Linked DNA regions of Mus musculus: all the other regions are linked to region 3. A link is a contact called in public ChIA-PET and Hi-C data. All regions are on one chromosome and are shown on one strand. Each heading gives the region's core, a stretch centred on a gene start, on an enhancer-like site or on the middle of the called end of the contact. The rest is flanking DNA. Distances are from core to core; before and after follow the strand shown.

Region 1 (3,721 bases), core at 896-3,395, 88 kb before region 3:
TGGACTGTGTGTGGTGGTGACAACCTTTGCCTTGAAGATCGTCGGAGGCTGAAGGATCGAGTTCAAGGCTAGAGCTCCTCTCCATAGTGAGTTCCTGGTCAGCCAGAACTACATAGTGAGTGAGGCCCTGCCTCCAAAAGAATAAGTAAATATGAAGCCATTCATTTGTTGTGTCAGCAGTTTACATATACTCGGTGCTTGTGTGTACTAGGTTGATAAGAAGGCTGGATTGGGTCTCTATACAGAACGAAATTAAGGTAAACCGGAAGGACAGTCTCAGTGGAGATGAATGGTGATGGTCTGTGCAAATGGATTGTTTGAGTTCTGGCTGGGTACAGAAGGAGTAGATCTGTGAGATGATAGACTCAGCCAAACGAGAGATTTATACATTGTTATTTTTCGTAAGGTTTAAGAAGAGCAGCCTTGGGGGCTGGTGAGATGGCTCAGTGGGTAAGAGCACCCGACTGCTCTTCCAAAGGTCTGGAGTTCAAATCCCAGCAACCACAATGGTGGCTCACAACCATCGGTAACGAGATCTGACTCCCTCTTCTGGAGTGTCACAGTGTACTTACATATAATAAATAAATAAATCTTTAAAAAAAAAAAAAAAAGAAGAGCAGCCTTACGAAAATAACAATGTATAAATCTCTCGTTTGGCTGAGTCTATCATCTCACAGATCTACTCCTTTCTTACCCAGCCAGAGCAGCCTGAGCCTGGCGTGGTGGTGCACTCTCAGAGGCAGGCAGATTTCCGAGTTCGAGGACAGCCAGGGCTACACAGAGAAACCCTGACTCGAAAAACCAAAAAAAAAAAAAAAAAGCAGCCTGTGTGGGTTGTGGTGGATTTGCTAAGATGCCAGGGTTATACATTACAGTGAAAGACAACTGAAGAGAGAAGCAAAGCTTCCTGAGAGGATTCGTGTGTGTGTGTGTGTGTGTGTGTGTGTGTGTGTGTACTTTGCATCTGCAGTAGACAGAAATACAAAGTGTACTGGGCAAACACATCACCTGAGACAACCTGGACAGGGCACTCTTTTCTTTTGTCCACGGCTAGACCTGTAAGCACCGGAGACTGTGACTGAGTGAGTTGTAAGCTGTGGGCTGTGGGCACTCCCTTGCCTGGGTTAAGAAAAAGAATTTTTATTGCATATACAACCTCACAGAGACTGACAGTGTGCCCAAGACCTGCAGAGGTTTGTGCCAGACAGGATTCTAACATGGAGAGGTAGATGTGGACACACCACCCCACTCCTGACCGAGAAGCTGTGCACTTGATACTTGCTGGGAACACTAAGTCTGTCAAGTTGCACTCCAAGGCAGGCTGTGTCCTCAGGAGTAGATGCACAACACAGAAACAACTCCATGGTCTGGGTGGGTGCGGGGAAGGTTCTGGGATGAGTTGGGGGACAGGAATGTGTATGATCAAATATGAAAAATTTCAAAATAATAGAATTTCTGCAATTTAGTCTGTGTGTGCGTGAGAGTGTGCATGTGTGCATTTGTGCCATATCCTGTGTATGGAGGCCAGAGGAGAACTTGAGGGACTTCAGTCTAGTACCACATGGGACCTAGAGATTGAATGTAGATGGTCAGGGTTTCAGCAGGTGATTTACCCACTTAGCTATCTTGCCAGTCTACATTTTTAATTGATCATTGAGCCCTTTTCACCATGAACTATCTTTATCTTTTAAAAAATTACATTTATATGTATGTATGTATGTATGTATGTATGTAACGAGAACCCCTACTCGGAGCCATCTCACTAGCTCTGCTTTTCTATGTAGGGCCAGATGAGGTGGTGTACACTTACCCCAGCACTTGCAAGGCAGAGGCAGGCAGATCCTCGTGACTTAGTTCAAGGCCATCCTGGTCCATGTAGCCAGTCCTAGGCCAGCCAGGGTTATATAGTGAAATCCTGTTAAACAAAACAAAAACAAAATAAAACCAAAAGACTCCACAAAACCAAAACTCAAAGAGTTGTATTTAATTAGCTCACAAAAGATTAGGTTTCCTTATCCATTATTCATACCTACTTGGTTTTTGATTGATGTCCCCTTTTTACAGCTTCCTGCCCCAGCCCCCACAGCCTCCCGTTCCTGGGAGTTTCCTTTTTACTTTCGTATCTTCTGTGCTCTACCACCCTTCCTGCTCTCCTGTGAAGTTTCTTTTTATGTCTCACATGGGCCCCTTTCTGGTTTCCTGGCTTCTACACAAATGCACATACAGAAAAATTAAAAGATAGAGTCTGCATATGAAAGACAACATGCGTCCATTTTTCTTGTTTTCATTAAGTTCTATTGTGTATTTTACCATATATTTACATAAATCTGTTCTCTTGAGGGACGTTTAGGCTGATTCTGTTTCCTGGCTATTGTGAACAGAACAGCAGCAAGCATGGATGTGCAGGAGTCTCTGGTGTGTTGGGCGTCCTTTGGGCTTATGCTGTGTTGTACTTCTAGCTTTTCTGAGTGTGCTCCACAGTGATTCCATGGTGACTGCACCAGTTTACACTGTCATCAGTAGTGAATAAGTGTTCCCTTCCCAGTCGCCATGCTAGCATTTGTTCTCTGGATAATAGCCATTTGGACTGGGGTGAGACGAGCCTCATTGTAGTTGAGCTTCCCAGATGGTTAGAGCTCTTCTTCTTTTAAGAATTTTATCAGTTCTATAGCCATGCTTTGATTGAGTTGTCTTGTTTGTTTTTGTTAAATTTTTAAAAGTTCTGTGTGTATTCCAGGTATTTATCTGTCCTGCTAGTTTGTAGCTAGTAAAGATTTTCATTCCTTCTGTAGCTTCTCCCTTCATTTGATTAACGAGTTCCTTTGCCATGAAATTTTCTTCTCATTCTACAGTGTTTTACCGTTGTACAGTAGTGAGTGTGTAGAGTTCTGTTCCAGCAGCCCTTGCCTCTGCCAGTTCTAGAGTCTCACGTCTTAAGCTAAGGTCATGATCCATTTGGACTTGATTTTGTGCATGGGGAGACATAGTTTCATCTTTCTTTGTGTAGACATTAAATTTTCCTGGTTCTGTTTGTTGAAGAGGCTGGGTTTTTTTTCCTTTAAATTTTTGGGAGTTAAAAAAGTGAAACTTTTGGCATCCTGTTAGAAGTCAGAGGACAATAGCTGTATAGGTTTACATCGCACTGATTTACCTGGCTGCTTTTGTGCTAGTGCCAAACTGTTTCTGTTACAGTACCTGTAGTATAACTACAGGAAATCGGGGATATTGATACTTCTAGCATTGTTTTTTTTGTTTTGTTTTGTTTTCTGAGGATTGTTTTGGCTGTCTGAGGCCTTTTGTGTTTCCAAATCAGTTTTAAGGTGAACTTGTCTATTTCTGTGACAGATGGTGTTTGACATCCGGTTGGGAATCTCTAGGTCGCTTTTGCTTACTTGCATTTTGAAAGCATTAAGGAGGGTGGAAGCTGCATTTTTGTTGGAGAACCAGATGAGTTTGTTTTGTTTTGTTTTGTTTTGTTTTGTTTTGTTTTTTAGTATAGAATAGAGTTTATTTAGGGCATGGGGAGGGGAGTTAAGAGAGTAGTAGAGGCAGAGAAAGGGAGAGAATAGAGAAGTGGGTCCAGCCATGACCACATGGAGAGAGAGGGGAAGATGTAAGAGAAAAGATAAGTTCTTTAACAAGGCACTTAATTACTGTGTGAAAAGTGACCCGAGATACACAACCAGTGTATTCCTTCACTGTTCTAAAGTTGCTTAGTTTC
Region 2 (3,782 bases), core at 914-3,413, 120 kb after region 3:
GAAAATCCAGCTATGGGAAGCTGCAGAGCCAAAGCACCTTTTTTTATGATGAGCTAAAAGCAGTCTCGAGTGGGTACAGTATGTGTTTGGAGGTGCTCAGACAAAGGCTCTAGAAAGAGGCAGCTCTGGCTGGGTGGTGTAGCAGTGGCCCACGCCTTTAATCCCAGCATTTAGGATGCAGAGACAGGGTAGATCTCTTAGTTGGAGGCCAGCCTTGTCTATGGGATGAATTCCAGGATAGTCAGGGCTAAACAGAGAAACCATGACTTGAAAAGAGGCAGCTCTGAAGATGCCCCGGGTATGTTTGGTTTGAGCCTGTGCCCTATGGCTGTGAGCTTATGTAATGACTGGTGATCTGCTGCAACAAATGGTCTGCTGAGGTAAGCTGGATGCCACCTTGAGTGTGTGACAATCCCATGAGACAGGGTTGTATCCTCGGGTTTCAGCCTCCCTGGGTAGCTATGGATGGTCTTGAACTTCTATCTATCTCCCCAGTACTGGGATTACAGGTGTAAACCCCATACCAAGTTTATGCGCTTCTGGAGATTGAACTTCCAGCTTCATGTATGCCAGGCTATTAATAACTCTACCAACTGAGACACCTCCCGGGCTCTCCCACCATATACTTGCCTCCACATTCATTTGTCTGGTCCGCTGCCTCCCGGCTGCTGTCTTGCGAACACACTATGCTTTCTTTAACCTATTTCGTGGAATGCCCACCCTACTCCATCTCCTCTCCGCCTCTGGGTGGTCTTTTAAGATCTGCCCTGAACACCTGCTCATTTTCCTACTTCCTCTCCTTTATATACCAAGAATCTGGAGCGTGACGTCAGTGCTCCCATAGTGCCTTGCGCTTGGCCTGTGCGCTCCCATGCCGCCCAGCACTTATTGTGTGCTAGGCTGTGACACTGTCTGTAACCATTGTTCTCCTTGGCTCCCGTGCTATTCAAGACTGCGCTTACTTCATCTTGGTATTCATGTAAGAAGAAAAGGGTTGGATTCTGCTGCTGTCTGATAAAGCTAAGGACTCAGGAGACGCCACCGTAACAGGGGGAGAAAGAACTTGATTTCTTTCCAGAGGCTAGCCTCACTTCGCATATCATTCCTCTGAAATTCACAGTGTGGCTGTGCCAGATGTTGGGTAAGGGGGAGGGGTCTTTGCTTATGAAGAAGAGTAATCTCCCACTGTGCCTGCTAACCTGCAGAGATCTCCTCCAGTGTAGGTGCTACCCCTTTTTTCTGTTTATGGCCTGCTGATGTTCCTGCCGCGGTGGTCAGTAGGTCTCTTTAGCTCAATGGTTAAGTCTGCAAAGGAGATGAGGATAATAGGAAGGCAGATTCCAGGTCTTTTCATGCTGTCCCTCTCACCCTGTCGGGCACCCACTGGTCTGTGGCCACCAATCCATGAAAAGTCACCCAGATGAGGGTCATGATCCTAGCTGCACAGCAGGGCTGCTATATGCAGCTAATGGGGGCACAGTGAGGTAGAGTCCAGGTAGACAGGGCTTCATGTGCCTTTGTGTGGCATGTTTCCAGCCAACCCAGACCTGTATGTGACTGATGGCACTCTGGAGCGGTTTATGACCAGACACAGGGAGAGGAAGTGGGTGGGGCGGAGGGGCAGCTTGGCTTGCGCTCTCTGCCTTCTCTCCCCAGTGGCCTCACTTGGGTGGAAGATGTGGTCAGAGTGTGAGAGAGGCTTCCATGGCGGAGCAGACTGTGAGGACAGGCTGTGGCTTCCTGTCGCTTCCTCTCCAGCAACACCCATGGTGGGTGGTGGGTGTGGGGGATGTGACAGGCTGGAAGCCTTGGGGGAGACCTCGGGACAGAGGGGGCATTGATGAGAGGAAGGTGAGGGGGATGGATGTGGTTACCTTTTTCTTCTTTTCTCTCCCGTCCCTGAAATGTTGCATTAGTGGAAGTGTCACCATCGTCGGCTGATGTGGAAATGGCTCATTTGTCTTGCTTCTCTCTTCTGTTTTCCTCCAGGCGCTTGCCTCTATGGGAACACCATGGAACCAGGGTTGGAGGATCTGGTGGCAGGCTATGCAGTGATGGTAGCTTCCTGGCCTGGAAACAGCCACACGTGAAGAGTGTGGCTCATTGTTTTGACTTTTGGTCCTGCAGCTGTGGGATGGTTCAGAAACCGCCGTGTAGGTCTAGGCAGCCTGAGCATGAGTGACTGAGAAGCTAGGGGCTCCCCCCACTCCCACCCCTATGTGGAGAGAGTAGAATGAGGACGCTACCAGGGAGTGACCTTGCCTCGGTGGTTTTTGAATATTGCAGTGGGGGAGCTGATGTTTAAACGGGATGTGCTTTTATGCCACAGGCACCGAGCAAGCGACTGCTTGAGAGCTTCAGGGTTTGAAGGGAGCAGAAGAACTTGGAGAGAGGAGTCTTCTCATCAGCGGTTCTTAGCCAGGGATGCCTCATACTGAGGACAAACCAGGAGGCAGATGTAAATGGCCACATTCAAGTTTGTATTGAGACATGAGACTATTGTCTTGGAACTTTCCTTATAACTAATGAAGAGTTTGGTTCTTAAAATGCAATTTGCAGGGGGCCAGAAGATTATTCAGTTGGACCTGGGTTCCAAACCCAGAACTTTTCTTTTTTTTTTCTCCATTTATAGCCAGACATACTGGCAGGTACTTATAATTCTAACTCTGGGGAGACAGAGGCAGGCAGGTCTCTAGGGCTTGCTCTCTGGCCAGCTTAGCTTAATTTGTGGGTCCCAGGCCACTGGGAGAGAGGCCCTGTCTGTAGAAATAAAGTAGGTCGCTGTGTGTGGTGGTACACAGCTTAAACTCCAGCACTTGGGTGGTAGAGGCAGGCGGATCTCTGAGTTCAAGGTTAGCTCGGTCTACTTAGCAAAGTCCAGATAAGCCAGGTGTACCCATCGAGACCTTTCTATGTATTTCAGATAAGCTTCTAAAACACTGTTTCCCTATGGTTTTTCACACATCCTTAGCTCCCTTTATATTATGTCTCTCTTCACTTTCCTACTTAAAATGCACTCTGTGTTTCCCCTTTTCCCTTCATAGCACCTGCATCATATTATCCCCATCTCTAGAGCTCCTTCCTCCCCCTCATTCCCCATGGTCCCTTGTGCTTTCCTGGTCTTTGCAGTTACTTAGGTTATACAGACAAATCCAAAGGTTCGGAGCCGGGACCCACACACAGGAGAGAGCATTGCAGCCTTTGTTTTTCTTGGCCTGTGTCACCTCACTTGGTACATTTTCCAGCTCCACCCATTAATTTTCAAGTTTTAGGAGTTTTGTTTAGGTAATCTATCCCTGGCAATTCTGGTATATAAACTGCACCGCCAGCTAGGACTTAGCGCAGCGGTTCTCAGTCTATGGGTCTCGGCCCTTGGAAACTCATCTTCAAGGGTGTTTACATCATGATTCGTAACAATAGCATAATTGCAGTTATAAAGTAGCAATGAAATGGTTTTATGGTGGGGGGGTCACCACAACACGAGGAACTGTATTAAAAGGTCACATGGCACTAGGAAGGTCGAGAACCACTGACTTGAAGTGTGAGGAAGTTACAGGTAGGCAGGGGTCTGGGTTGTTCACCAGGCTAAGCTGGTGCCACCTCATCTAAGGTAGGTATCCTGGGAGTATGGGGGATACACAGGCTGGTAGGGATCTGAGACCCTCACTTGGCTGGGTCAGTCAGTATATAAACTGTGACCCCAGCTGGATGTGGGAGTAACACAGGCATCACAGGCAGGGACCTGGGGCATTCACCTGACTGGACTGGTGCTTAAGTTTGGT
Region 3 (3,829 bases), core at 1,085-3,584:
ACTCAACCAGGCTGACTAGACCTTGAACTCACCAAGATCTGCCTGCCTCTGCCTCCCCTACTGCTGCGGTTAAAAGCGCTTGCCACCACTGTCAGGATGTAACCAGTTTTTAGAAGTCAGAATGAGAGTTTTATATCACCGGATAGAGATCAGCAGAACACATTGCTGGAGGGGAAAGGTTAATTAGTGAGAGATAGGGATGACAAGAATTTGGTACTTATTAGGATGCATAAAATTATGAATCCACAAGAAATTAGTAAAAGAATTAGGTGTGGGTAGGAAATAGTATATAGGGAGATATGAAGGGAAGCCAGGGTTTCAATATCTATGTGAGTGAATATCTTATGTGGACTGTCAGTGTCTTCCAGGCAGCACAAATCATGGAGAAACTAAAGGGTGTTAGTTGTGAGATGTTTTTATTTAGGTTTATTTGTTTTATGTGTGGGAATGTTTTGCTTTGGTCATCTGATTCTTGAAAAGCAGCAGGCTTTTGGGTTCGTGACTTAGACAGGATTACTGAGTGGTCTGGATTTTTGTCCTCATTCACTGTGGTCACATGGAACCTTACCTGGTGATGGTGTTTTATGGCATGGCTTATATTTAACAGAGCACCAAGGCCTATCAGTGGCAAGAAAGCCACCTACTTTTAGAACTGAGCAGGGTACCTGAGTGGGTATTTCTCAAAGGAAGACACTGGGACCATGGAATGAAGCCACAATGAACTATCAGCACAAATCTGCTGGAATTGGCTAGTTATCAAAAAGACAAAAGCTAACATTAACAAGGATGTGGATGAAAAGGAACTGAGATACTGCGAATGTCAGTTAGCATAGCGGTTTTGGTAATCAATATGGAGATCACTCAACAACTTCAAACCAGAATTAGCACGTACTCTAGCAAGCCCCTCCGAGCTTGTTATGAAGGGATTGAAGGTCAATGTGGGCAGGAGAGAGGTATCTACACTTCGATGTTAATTTTGGTGTTACCCACATGGAAACAATCTAGGTGGCAATCAACAGAGGACTAAGGCAAGTGTAGCCTGTGCACACACAATACAATATTAGAACAAGTTCTCGGGCTGGGGAGATGGCTCAGCGGTTAAGGGCACCGACTGCTCTTCCAAAGGTCCTGGATTCAAATCTCAGCAACCACATGGTGGCTCACAACCATTCGTGAGGAGAACTCCCTCTTCTGGCGTGTCTGAAGACAGCTACAGTGTACTTACATATAATAAATAAATCTTTAAAAAAAAATGACCCTGCTAACCTAAGTGAAATAAGCTAAGCAGAGCAGGGCAGGTGGACCGATTTCACACGAGGAGCATAGAAAGGAACAGAATGGTGGTCACCAGAGGCTGGGTGTGGGGAACAAGATGGGGGCATGGAGATGTCTGTCAAGGGCAAGTTTGACTGGTCTTTTGTAGGGCACAGCAACCAAAGTTGATAATGAAGTGATGCACATTTCAAAACTTTAAAACGAGTGAACTCGTAAGGTTCTTACTAAAAAATTTCGAGATGACAGACACATTAATCAGCTTAGCTATCTCTTCTTATATATAATCCATGCATTTATCAAAAGTCCCCACTGCAGCCCAGCAATATACACTACCAACTGAAATGCAGGAGTAGGCACAGGGCAGAGTGCATGGCAACTGTCCTGCAGAAACGTTCACAGGCCTTCCATAAAGACTTTTTGGACACCAAAAGCTCCCAAATGAGATCAGCACCCCAAGAGTCCCAGGCCTTGACACCAACCCTCTCCGCTCATACCTGCTCAGGGCTACCTGCCTTCTAACCTAAAGGGTACAGCCTGGAACCCAGCTGATCACCTTTCCCAACACGTGCGTGCCCACCCTCCAGCCCCCACCCTCGGAGGGTTTTCGGCCCACCTCTGCAGCTGTCGCTCCTGAGCTCCCATCTTCCCAGAGTTGAAAAGTGCGCTACCCCCAACCCTGCCCCCCTCTCAAAAACTTTGGGGCACCATCCTCCCGGCTCGTGGCTGCGCTTTGACCTTTCCCCCTTTCTCTGCTGCCACGATCACCACATCCTGCCGGCTCCACCTTCAGGTTGTGTCGTGATCCTACCCTTTCTGCACTCCCACCGCCACCACTACAACCCGTCCCTGTCACCTTAGCCAAAGTGCCCTTCCTTCCGGTCACTGCCTTCCCGGGCCCAGCTGCTCCCCTAGGTTTCACTCCTACGCCTGGCCCATCCAGCCAACCACAGCGTCGCCGCCGACCCCACCGGCACCCCATCGCGCATGCGCGGGATGGGGCGCGCGGAGCCGAAACAAAGCCCAGACCCCCACCAGTGCCAGACACGCACCTGCAAAAAGCGGTGGGGACCGTGGAGCAGGAGAGGCCTGGGGCGGGGCGCTCCACGTCCTGGTGCCAAGCCCTGGCTGCAGCGGCCCCTGCCGGAGACCCGGAGCGCGACATACTATTGGTGGGACCACGAGTCAGTGGAAGGAGAGGCGACTTGCATGTGTCTTTGTGACCTTCCAAGGCTCATTCCACTGCCCAAATAGGTCAAGAACTACCTACCGCCTGCTCTGTGGCCTCCTTGAGCACACTGGGGGATGCAATTTCAGCACAGAGCTTAGCAAAATCAGAGTCGATTCCCCTGAAAATCTGTGGCCTGGCGAGTCGGTTCCGGGCTAGCCCAAACTGCTCCAACACAACCTAGAGGTTATGATCACTACTGCTGGTGCAAGATCGACTAGCTTTAGGGACAGACTTCTCTGGTCAGGCTCATCAGCATGGCTTTTCTAATACTTCAATTGGTGATGGAGCCAGGGAACCAGAAAGGGAAATAATCCGAGAATTTGGGAGCAAACAGTTCACATTTATCTTTCCCAGGTTAAAACTCAAATGTCGCTGGGCGTGGTGGCGCACGCCTTTAAACCCAGCACTAGACTAGGGAGGCAGAGGCAGGCGGATTTCTGAGTTTGAGGCCAGCCTGGTCTACAAAGTGAGTTGAGTTCCAGGACAGCCAGGGCTACACAGAGAAACCAAAAAACAAAACAAACAAACAAACAAAAAATCTCTCCTCGCCTCTCCTCTCCCCTCCCCCTCCCCCTCCCCCTCTTCTCTTCTTTTGGTGTTGGAGATGTTGAACCCTGCACCTTTCTCGTGTTATGCAAGCACGCTACCACTGAGCTACATCTCCAGCTCTTCAGTTGCTTTTCATGCTTGTGACAATAACTGCCACACACGTTAATTCTTTACTATCAATACGTGGAGGACAGGGAGAGACATTCAGCTTCTTATTGCATATGTAGCCCTCCATCACCCACGGGGTCTGCCATTTCTTTCTTTCTTTTTTTTTTTAATTAGGTATTTTCCTCATTTACATTTCCAATGCTATCCCAAAAGTCCCCCATACCCCCCCCACTCCCCTACCCACCCACTCCCCCTTTTTGGCCCTGGCGTTCCCCTGTACTGGGGCATATAAAGTTCGCAAGTCCAATGGGCCTCTCTTTCCAGTGATGGCCGACTAGGCCATCTTTTGATACATATGCACCTAGAGACAAGAGCTCCGGGGTACTGGTTAGTTCATATTGTTGTTTGAGACGCTGTATTTCATCAAAGTCCAGGAGACTTCCCCCACATCCCAGCTCTGATGCTCCGGCCACTCTAACCTTTCTTCTAGGCTTGGAAAGGCCACCTTTTCCCAACCTCACCTCACACAAGAGATGGTCTGAAGTGGAAATTTCAGGTAGTGTCATGTGATGCAGACTCACATGGTGTCTTGCTGAGGCAAGATCCATGGAAGGACACCAAGAGCTTTGAAGAGAGTATAAATAGGACTCAACAGAATGGGGTGAGATG

Evidence for each region. Hi-C and Micro-C count contacts between places; a contact is called where the count stands out from the background. ChIA-PET counts read pairs in DNA pulled down with a chosen protein or histone mark.
Region 1: a contact with region 3 is called in an RNA polymerase II ChIA-PET map of effector CD8 T cells, with 26 read pairs. The contact joins the enhancer-like site here to the promoter of Sirt5 in region 3. A contact is called at or near these places in 6 of 39 promoter capture datasets (the 3T3-L1 cell line, cranial neural crest, embryonic stem cells and 3 more), 1 of 115 datasets of contacts at active chromatin or transcription factors (effector CD8 T cells) and 3 of 9 other capture datasets (adipose tissue, liver and pancreatic islet).
Region 2: a Hi-C map of CD8 T cells shows a contact between it and region 3, with 2.4 times the contacts expected there. The contact joins the enhancer-like site here to the promoter of Sirt5 in region 3. A contact is called at or near these places in 5 of 39 promoter capture datasets (cranial neural crest, embryonic stem cells, liver and 1 more), 2 of 484 Hi-C or Micro-C datasets (CD8 T cells and nephron progenitors), 2 of 115 datasets of contacts at active chromatin or transcription factors (bone marrow-derived macrophages and stem cell-derived neural progenitor cells) and 3 of 9 other capture datasets (adipose tissue, liver and pancreatic islet).

The regions. Positions count from the first base shown.
Region 1 is chr13:43,451,810-43,455,530 of GRCm38.p6, reverse strand. The region is part of intron 2 of Ranbp9 (RAN binding protein 9); the gene reads left to right. Among named protein-coding and RNA genes, the nearest start is that of Ranbp9, 27 kb to the left of the region's middle. Within about 2 kb of position 2,145, at least 56 of the 459 cell types and tissues checked have an H3K27ac peak or open chromatin away from gene starts, as enhancers often do. A contact at or near this core is called in effector CD8 T cells, pancreatic islet and pre-B cells, where this site is marked.
Region 2 is chr13:43,248,707-43,252,488 of GRCm38.p6, reverse strand. The region is part of intron 1 of Gfod1 (glucose-fructose oxidoreductase domain containing 1); the gene reads left to right. It overlaps LOC115488162 (a long non-coding RNA gene), which reads left to right. Exons shown (of 2, transcript XR_003950633.1): 1 at 1-1,769; 2 at 1,990-3,782. Among named protein-coding and RNA genes, the nearest start is that of Gfod1, 54 kb to the left of the region's middle. Within about 2 kb of position 2,163, at least 127 of the 459 cell types and tissues checked have an H3K27ac peak or open chromatin away from gene starts, as enhancers often do. A contact at or near this core is called in CD8 T cells and bone marrow-derived macrophages, where this site is marked.
Region 3 is chr13:43,364,040-43,367,868 of GRCm38.p6, reverse strand. It overlaps Sirt5 (sirtuin 5), which reads right to left and starts at 2,334. Exons shown (of 9, transcript NM_178848.3): 1 at 2,325-2,334.